3 separate regions of the Mus musculus genome follow, and regions 1 and 3 are each linked to region 2. A link is a contact called in public promoter capture Hi-C data. All regions are on one chromosome and are shown on one strand. The core of a region is the stretch at or near the end of the contact, and the rest is flanking DNA. Distances in the headings are between cores, read along the strand shown. Region 1 holds the start of Dip2a (disco interacting protein 2 homolog A). Region 2 holds the start of Itgb2 (integrin beta 2). Region 3 holds the start of Ggt1 (gamma-glutamyltransferase 1).

The links. Promoter capture Hi-C pulls out the DNA fragments that hold promoters and counts their contacts.
Region 1: a contact with region 2 is called in a promoter capture Hi-C map of pre-B cells, with 4 times the contacts expected there. The contact joins the promoter of Dip2a here to the promoter of Itgb2 in region 2. A contact is called at or near these places in 1 of 39 promoter capture datasets (pre-B cells) and 1 of 484 Hi-C or Micro-C datasets (CD4 T cells).
Region 3: a contact with region 2 is called in a promoter capture Hi-C map of liver, with 3 times the contacts expected there. The contact joins the promoter of Ggt1 here to the promoter of Itgb2 in region 2.

Annotation. Positions count from the first base shown.
Region 1 is chr10:76,343,628-76,346,679 of GRCm38.p6, reverse strand. It overlaps Dip2a (disco interacting protein 2 homolog A), which reads left to right and starts at 1,389. Exons shown (of 38, transcript NM_001081419.2): 1 at 1,389-1,573. The coding sequence starts at 1,483. Gm40699 (a long non-coding RNA gene) reads right to left here and starts at 1,385. Exons shown (of 2, transcript XR_871838.2): 1 at 1,106-1,385.
Region 2 is chr10:77,528,515-77,531,666 of GRCm38.p6, reverse strand. It overlaps Itgb2 (integrin beta 2), which reads right to left and starts at 1,297. Exons shown (of 16, transcript NM_008404.5): 1 at 1,208-1,297.
Region 3 is chr10:75,562,593-75,565,435 of GRCm38.p6, reverse strand. Ggt1 (gamma-glutamyltransferase 1) reads right to left here and starts at 1,304. Exons shown (of 15, transcript NM_001379537.1): 1 at 1,178-1,304; 2 at 531-615.

The sequences.
Region 1 (3,052 bases), core at 140-2,639, 1.2 Mb after region 2:
AATTTTTAAGTCTTTATTGTAAACACTTTTTTGTTCCGACGTCAATAAATAAAAATTCAGCTCTTTGAAGGACAAGGACATCATTCCCTTCCTGATTCCTGGCAGCCTAGAGTGAGGGACTGTCAGCTAAGCAGCTCCTTCCCCAGCAACCTGCTGGAATGCCTTCAAGTCTGGCTGTTTTCCGTACTTTACAGTCAATGTGAAAATACTCCAGCAGCAAGCTAATCTACTACAATTGAATCCAGGAGACCTGGTCCAGGAAACCTTGCTCTGGCCACACCCACTCCAGACAGTGCACCCGCCTCGAAAGGCGAAGCCCAGATGCTTTTTTTTTTCTCGACCAGTAAACTTTCGGCAGCTATTATTCATTCAAGAGGACAGGGAACACTTCCTTAGAAGAAACCATTGATCAGAGAAACGTGAGAAGTGTTGACCAGCTTTCATGCAAAGCTTGTGACTGCTTCCTATATAAACCTGTGACCTGCGGAAATAAATAGTCCCTCGTTTGCATACCACACCTCCTGCCTGTATAACCAGATTAGTCAGCTCAAATCAGATGTTTTAAAATCAGTTGGGGACACCTTCCTATGCTGTTCCTTGTGGATGTAATATTAGGCTCACTGAAAGCCTCCAAAATGGTCTTTTTTGTTGCCTACCTGGGATTTTTAATATATGTAGACAGTGGCAAGAGGGTGGCTAATGAGTAGTAGAAATAAAATTGTGTGTGTGTGCGTGTGTGTGTGTGTATATATATGTATGTAAGTATGTATGTATGTATGTATATACATGTTTATACGTATATGTGTATATATACCGCCACTCTGAGAATAGCTCCTTCAAAAATCCCACTAAGGTTTCCAACATGTCAGATCTATGCTTCCATGCCCCAAGGACATCTCAAGGACTGAGACACTGCCAGAGCTCCTTCTTGGTCAATGTCAGAGTGCTTCCAGGGTTATTGTGAAAGGGAATAAGCAAACACACTTTAAGGGCGGCAGAAAACCCGCCAGAGTTAGCTGATACCATAGCAGGAACGCGGACAGAATTAAGCGTGCCAGCAGGGCTCCTGAGGAAGAAGAAGGTGGGGATCCCGGAGGAGGGTCACCTGGGCGACATTGAAGTCCGTTCGGTGGGGTCGCACGTCTCCCGAGGCGCCTCTGTCCAGCTCTCCCGCCCGCCGCTCCTCTCGCACCCCGAAGCGGAGTAAAGCTCCGGGCTGCTCCGGCGTGTCTTATTGGCCAATGGAACCGAGCCTTTAAAGTTGCTGGGCGGGGCCGGCCCGGCGTACCCGCGCAAGCGTTGCCCCGCCCCTCAGCCGCGCACGCGCGTCCCCAGCGCGCTCCCGGAGCCGGAGCCAGCCGCGCTCGCGCCCGTGCCCGCGCCCCTGCGAAGCAGCCCCGGCCGCGCCCCGCCCGCTGCCGGCTGCGGGCGGCCGCTGCGGGTCTGCAGGCCCCGGTTGGGGGAACGCCTGAGCCACCGGCCATGGCCGACCGCGGATGCCCTCTGGAGGCGGCGCCGCTGCCCGCCGAGGTGCTCGAGAGCCTGGCGGAGCTGGAGCTGGAGCTGTCCGAAGGTGAGCCGCGGGTTCCCCCCACCCCCCACCCCGCCAGGGACCCTCGCCCGAGACCCCGCCCAGGGACCTCCGGGAGCGTCACCCCCGGAACCTGCGGGTACCCTCATACGGGATCCCCGCCGGCCTCTCCTCGGCATCCCTGTCTGGGCCGCTCGCCGGAGAGCCCGCCAGCTTCTGCAGACTGGCGGGTGCCCGGCCTCCGAAGGACACCGGGAGGGACTGGCTTGGGAGGTGGGCCTAGGCGCACTCTTGCTGCCCGACCGTCAAGGCCACGGTCCAGGTCCGGGCTTCCAGCGTGTGCCCTGCAGCCTGTCGGCCAGCAGGAAGCCCGGGATGCAGAAGCCGAGCCCCACCCCTGGAACCTCAGACTGCCTCGTGAGCCTCAGTTTCCTCATCTAGAAAACGAAGCAAAAGTACACTTGCGCCTTGTGGATTATGAGGCTGAAGTGCATTAACCTATAAACATGTAAAACGTGTTTAACACTTAAAAGGTTTATTCCTTTACGGAATTTTGATACAATTACACTGGGGGAGGAGGTGGGGGACAGGCAAGGGTCACGGTGCCTGCGTGGGGAGGTCAGAGGTCAGCTTGCACGGAGCTGGGAGCTGGTGCTCTCCTTCCACCTTGTGAGTTCTGGGAATGAACTCAGGTTGTCAGATTAGAGGGCAAGTGCTCGCCGGGCCAACCCGACAGCCCTCTCTAGGTGAGGATTTTTAAAAAGTTAAAAAGTCAAATAAGTGGTTGTTAGAAACAGACTAGGGAAATAATAGAACTCCAGAGATGGGAGTGGCGCCCTCAATTTGGACGCCTGGGAAAAGAGTTCTGTTCTCCATAAACTGACCTCCAACCCTGGTGGAAAAGCATCTGTGCTTGTTAACTCTGCTTTTGAGACTTAAATGCAATTAGAACTTGTTAGAATCCATCACCCCCCCACCCCACCCCATTTAGATTGTTAAGCTTTGCTGTGGTAGGTTTAGTGAGTTTTTGAGAATTCTCTTTTTCTTTTTAAATATATGCATTTCCCCTGCATGTTTGTCTGTATATCTTATGCGTGCCTGGTGTTCCCTGGAGGCCAGAATTGGGTCCTAGATTCATGTTGGTGCTGTGACTTGAACCCAGGTCTTCTGGAAGAACGGCCAGTGCGCTTAACCACTGAGCCATCTCTCCAGCTCCGTTTTGAAAATCCTTGATTCTCTTTGGAGGCGTGGTTGGGAATGATTCTGAGAAAAAAGGTCTATTGTACTGGATTTGATATGACTCCCCAGGGGAAATCGCATAGTTGTAGTTTGGCTTTTGCATATCAAATATGTTGTTGCAGATTGCTCCTCATTACGGCTCCAGAATATCGGTTATTTCAGTTCCGTAGGGTTATATAGCTTTTAATGCTCGCTACGAGTTTACAGTTAATTAAATTATTTCCTCAAAGCAAAAACTTCATAACTTGTGGCAGGACTGAAGTATGTCAGCGATAGAAGTAG
Region 2 (3,152 bases), core at 48-2,547:
GCTCACTCCTCATGGGAGTGAGTTTTGAAGGGAATTTTGAGTCATTATTGACTGCAGACATTTGGAGTTTGCAGAGCCAGTCAGCCCACCCTCTCATTTCCCCAGAGTTCAGTGGCCTCCCCAGTTCACACCCTTTCTCCATAGAGAGCAGAAGGCTTCCTCCCAAGCTGTGTATCAAAGATAGCCCCCGGCCCCCTGCAGCACTTCCTGCAAAGGATGATTGCATGGTTCCTCCACAATCGCAGTGAACACAATTCACCCCAGCCTAATGCATGCCTGCGGCAAGACTGTGTCCACATATGTCAACAGAGAAATGTTGGAGAAAGGAGGAGATAGGAAACTTGGGCCTCTCCAGCCCTAACTAACCCTCAGGACTTGCTCATTTTACTCCTGCTTATGGCAGCAGTCAACAATCTCTCATCTGCTCACTCACTGGTGGATGTAGAAAGGGTGTCTGTCACCTGACACCTTCCCCCTATCTGGGATATGACCCTGTGGTTGCTGGCCCCAGGCCTGGCCACTATGGTATGTGGGTGGGATTCTTGGGTAGAGGACTTCCTTATTATCTGCTATGCTGTAAGCTGGGCTGGGCATTTTGGAGCCCAGGTTCCAGAGACTTGCAGGGTAGACTGAGAATCACCCCCCCCCCCACACACACATACACACTCCCCACACGCCATTTTAAAGCAGATGGGGACAATGGACATCTCAGCAGCTCCTTCTCTTGCTCATTACCTCCAATCTGACACTCACCTTCATGACCATAAGTATCTACTTCCATTCATAGTAGGTGGGTGTCAGTATGTGACCCCTTCCCTCCCACAATCTGTCCCAGCCACCTCCACCACCACCCCTACCCCTTATCATAGCTGACCTTCCTCAGTCCCGGGCATCCACGACTATCACAGAGAGAGAATCAACACAGTCGGCTGCCTGCTGACCCACAGTTACAGATGTTCCCAGCGCTCCTGAAACTCTGCTCAGCTGTGGTACCAGGCCTCCCATCCCTGGACGTCAGTCAGGAGAGTCTGAATAGCCAGAAGCCACATGTACAAGACCATTTTTTTGACAGATAGGCAAGGTGAGAGATGGGGAAAGGCCACCAGTGCCTGTCGGGCTGGAGTCATAAAGAGAAATTCCACCGGAAGAGCCCACTTCTGAGGTGTTTCCCATAAGAGCTACCTGAACACAGGAGCCCTGCACTCACCCCCTCTCAGTCCCAGGAAGCCTCCACTCCGAGAATCTGACTGGAGATGTCTTTGCCTACTTCTTGCCAGCTGGCTGTGTGGTTGTGTCTAAAGAACACAGCCGCTGAGGCCCCCCCGCCTGACACTTCCTGTTCTAAGTCAGCGCCCAGGAGGAAGTTGAGTGACATTTGGCTGATTGGCCCACATGTGGGTATCACCTCAGCCCCTTTACACGTGGGACGTTAGAGAAGAGACACTGAGAGAGGGAGGGGCTTGTAGGCGATGACAAGCTTTTACGGCAAGAGTGGAGGGGCTACTGTTGGAAGCAGCAGCCATTGATAGCATCGAGGGGCTCTCTCACATGTCAAGAAGAGGTAGGGATTCATGGACCAGCAGGCGGAAGCAGAGGCTGATTGTGTGGGTTCTCAGTCTGGGAGAAGGACCCAGCTACAAGTGGATGGGCTGAGGTGGTAGCCCACTCGAGGAAGCAGGCGAATGGGAAGAAGGAGGCAGGGGAAGGTCCTGGGCAGAGAAATGGGGCAGAGTGGGGCATGGAGGGATGTGTTAAGTAACACTGTAGGAGCTCAATCACAAAGTTAGTGGTGAACAAAACCCCACCTGACTAGTTGCAAGAGGAGAGAGGGCAGAAAGAGAGACACCAAAGGGAGTTGGGAACCTTTAGCATAAGATTTGAGATGTCAGCCTTGTTGAGAAACAGTTAATTCTTTCCGCAACAATGTTTCATGGTTACATCCCACTACCTGCATCTTTAGAGTTACATGCTGAAATGCTCGCAAATGGTAGAAAAACATGGCAGATTTTCTTCCTTGTAATCAGGATGGGGGTTGGAGGTGGGTGTGGATACAAGACAGAGGCCAGGAGGTGACCACAGCGGAGGGTTGGGGGGGGGGGTGTTGGCTGAAGACCTGGGTGTTCATGTGTTACTCTTTCTTCGTGTAGTATGCTTGGTAGAATTTTTAAAGACATAGTTACATGAAGATAAAGCTGTGGAGTGGGGACATCAGCTATGCAGGACATCCTGGTGATAATGGTTGAGAGGGTTACAAGAAGTTAATAGCCCTGAACCTTTATGCATATTTTCTATATCTTCTCACAGTTGAAAAAAAATGTGCAAAAGATGCCAACTGTTGAAAGAACATTGTTGGAAAGCAGGTGTATCAGTTCACACTTGTAATACCAGAATGTAGGATGCTGATGCGGGAGGACCACTGGCTCAGTGGTTAAGAGCACTGACTGCTCTTCCAGAGATCCTGAGTTCAAATCCCAGCAACCACATGGTGGCTCACAACCATCTGTAATTGGATCCGATGACCTCTTCTGGTGTGTCTGAAGATAGCTACAGTGTACTCATGTACATAAAAAAAACAAATACATCTTTTTTTTAAAAAAAAAAAAAAAAAAGGAGGACCGCTGTGAATTCAAGACCAGCCAGGCAGAACTGTAAGATCCTAGCTCATAAAGGACGGGGAACGGGGGACAAAAGTCAAGAATGAAAGACCTGCACATACTTGTAGAAAATACTAACAAACACCACCAAATATCAGAAAGGCATAGTTCAGAGGCCAGGGAGATAGCTCAGAGGGTAAAGTGCTTGCAACACAAACTTGATGACGTGAGCTCAGCACCCCATTGGGCATGCGCAAAGCTGGGTGTGGCTGTGTGTGCCTGGTACTCCAGAGCTGGAGATATGGACTATTGTCCTCTTGGATCTTTGATGCTCACTGGTCAGCCAGTCTAGCTCATCGGTAAGCTCTGAGCTCAGCAAAGAGATCCTGTCTCAAAAAATGAGGCAGAGGGCAATTGAGGAAGACCCCTGGCTTCCACGAGAGCATGCATGCACAAGCCAGCTCCCTCACAAACAGACAAACGTGGGCATACGCCACAGCACTCACAAAGACACCACAATCTTGATCACTTTTCAATACACTCAAAAGGAAAACTGAG
Region 3 (2,843 bases), core at 55-2,554, 2.0 Mb after region 2:
GATCTCCCTCCCCACCCTGAAAGCCAGCAACCCTGAGACTCCCCTGGTAAACTGGTGGGATGAAACTGACTTCAAATCCAAAGTCACAACAGCTTAATGAACGTGAGGATCACAGATTCTCAACCTTCCCTCTGATTTTCCAACACCCTAGAAAAGTCCACCCTTGGGGGGAGTTCTTCATCTCTAAAAGCAGCTGGCAAGTTCTCCCCTAGCGTCGAGCCCCAGCTTGTGACTCCTTCGGCTCATTTTGGATGGGTCTGGTCTCAGACCCTTCTAATCATCCCAGGCCACAGATCACAGATGCAGGGGACACCCATGCCCTGTGACTACCTGCATAGAGTGCCTGACCACACATAGACCACAATGACCAGACAGAAGAATCCGTAAATGGGCCACTGTTACCCAACGGTGTTGAGGAAGTACTCTCTGAATGACCACACCACAGCAAGGTCAGATTTTCTGCCTTCTGCCCCCCCCCCCCGCAAGCCTGGCTTTTTGGTGCTGCCCGTTCACCCCATCCCAGTACTCGCCTTTGGTGTGAGTGGAGCCTGTACTTAGCCAAGCGCGTGGGCCTCCGGGATGGTCAGCTTGTTAATTCCTGGGAGCATTCAGCATCTGGTGAGTGAAGTCCAACTCCAGAATTCATCAGCAGAATAACAGAAATGTGCACCCCATAGCTCCCGGTTTCATGCCTGACCTCCCTGAGAGCTGGGGACCTGGGAAACCTTCCCTTTCTGGCCTTGGTTTCCTCTCCAGAGAGGATCAAGGGAGCTTGAGGACTGGATGAAACAGACAGACTTCAGAAGGCTCCAGAGCTCTTCAAAGCCTCAGTGTTAGCCTGGCTCTGACTCCCAGCTCTGCAGTCACTTCTGCCCCCCTTCCTGCCCGCCCCCCTTCTCAGGTGGCATTTATTGTATCACCTGGTAATTATCTGTGCTGTCTGGCATCTCTAGGGGGGGCTGGGAGGGAAGCCCTGTCTTACCCATGTCCTGGTCTCCTCACTCCCGCCCCTACCATCACATGCCACAGTCTGCAGGAAAGCCAACTAACTCACTTGTGTCTCACAGCCTCCTGGACCACAAGGCAAGCAAGCACACCTGTCCACCCACAACCTCCCTGCGACTTAATTGGTACCTAAACCGCCCAACAATTTCCCTACACTCCGTCCTCAGCTTACCCAGAGCTCCCTTCCTCTTTACATCTTCCATGCTGAGCTATATCACATTGCACATAGAGTCCAAGTCTGAGCCACCCGCTGTGTCAGATGCCCAAGGTCAACAAGTCCTAACCTGAGCTAAGCAACTACCTTCCACAAACCTCTACCAGCCACAGAAGCCAGAGTCCAGCCCTTCAGAAGCCACCCCCTGCCTCTTCACTGGTCCCTTCCAATTGGTGTTATCTGTGACCTCCTCCAAGCCACACCTAGTACCCTCCCCCACCACTCCTATCACCTGGTGACGCTTGCTCACCAGTGGTTTGCAAGGCTGCTGTTACCTTAATGGAACATTTTCCTCTCCCGCTGGAAAACCCTTCAAAGGCCCCCATTTGCCCTGCAGAGAAATTCTTGCCTTGCTGGTGCCTGCCCCTGCCCTTTCTCTGCCCTCAATGCTCCTGCCAGGACATTTTACAGGCTAAAGTCGTCTTCCTTCAGACTCCGCTAACTTATGACACCTCCCAAAATCTTTCTTGGCTCCCAATTCTGAGGAAGTCTAGGCTGCATGCACAGTGCCCAGTCCTGAATGGATCGATGCTGAGGAGTGAATGGTTAGGCTCACTGTAAAGTAAGAAAGAGGGGCTAGGTGTGGCCCAAAGGTAGAACGATCGCCAAGCATGCCAAAGATCCTGGACTCAAATATCAGCACTGATAGGAGAAGAAAAATGTCACAGAAGATTAATCACGTTAAAGAATAAAGGCGCACTTATGCAACACTATGCTATGCCAGTCTCTAATCCTATAATGCCATCGCCATTTTACAGACAAGGAAACCGAGGGTTTCAGAGGCTTCTGTGGTGTCTTGTTTTTTTTTCCCCCTTCCACCAAGTTCATGCCCACTAGGGAGAGCTCAGAGTGTGACCTTATTTAGAAACAGAGTCTTCACAAGGTAATTAGTTCGGATGAGATCATACTGGATTAGGGTAGGCCCTAAATACAGTAATTAGTGGTCTTACAAGATGGCCGGTTGGGTAGTCGCACAGGGAAGACAGCCATGTGGAGTAGGAAGCTGAGGTCAGCGCGACACAAGTACAAGCCAAACAGCCTCAAGGATTGCCAGGAAGCTCAGAAGGAGGGGAGGCAAGGAAGGATATGGCCCCATAGTCCTGGGGGCAGTGGGGGAGAGGTGGGGAGCACGGCTCTGCTTACATTAGATTTCAGGCTCCCAATAACCGGGACTTGCTGTTTTAAGCCATTGAACTTGGGGCGCCAGGTTGAAACCATCACAGGACCCTACTTTGTCTATGGCTACACACTCGGCCAAGAGCAACACAGGGAACGGAAAGCCTCTTGCCGCCTTTCCTTCTGGGGAAACTCCGTCTGCAGGCAGAAGACCCATTCCTGACAGAGTAAGCTCAGGGAAATGGTCTCCACGGAGGATCTATCTGCCTCCTTCCTCCCAGAGAAGGTTTCAAAACCATTCGGTGGCTGGGCGTGGCAGGTCAAATCTACTTTGGAAGTAGATAGAGGAAGATCAGGAGTTCAAGGTCATTACCAGCTAAGTAACTGAAACCAGCCTAGGCTATGTGAGACTATCCCAAACAAACAAACAAACAAACAAACAAGGAACAACAAACAACAGAGACTGAGTCCTAGTCACGATTACCAGGAAGCTGGAGATGACCTGATT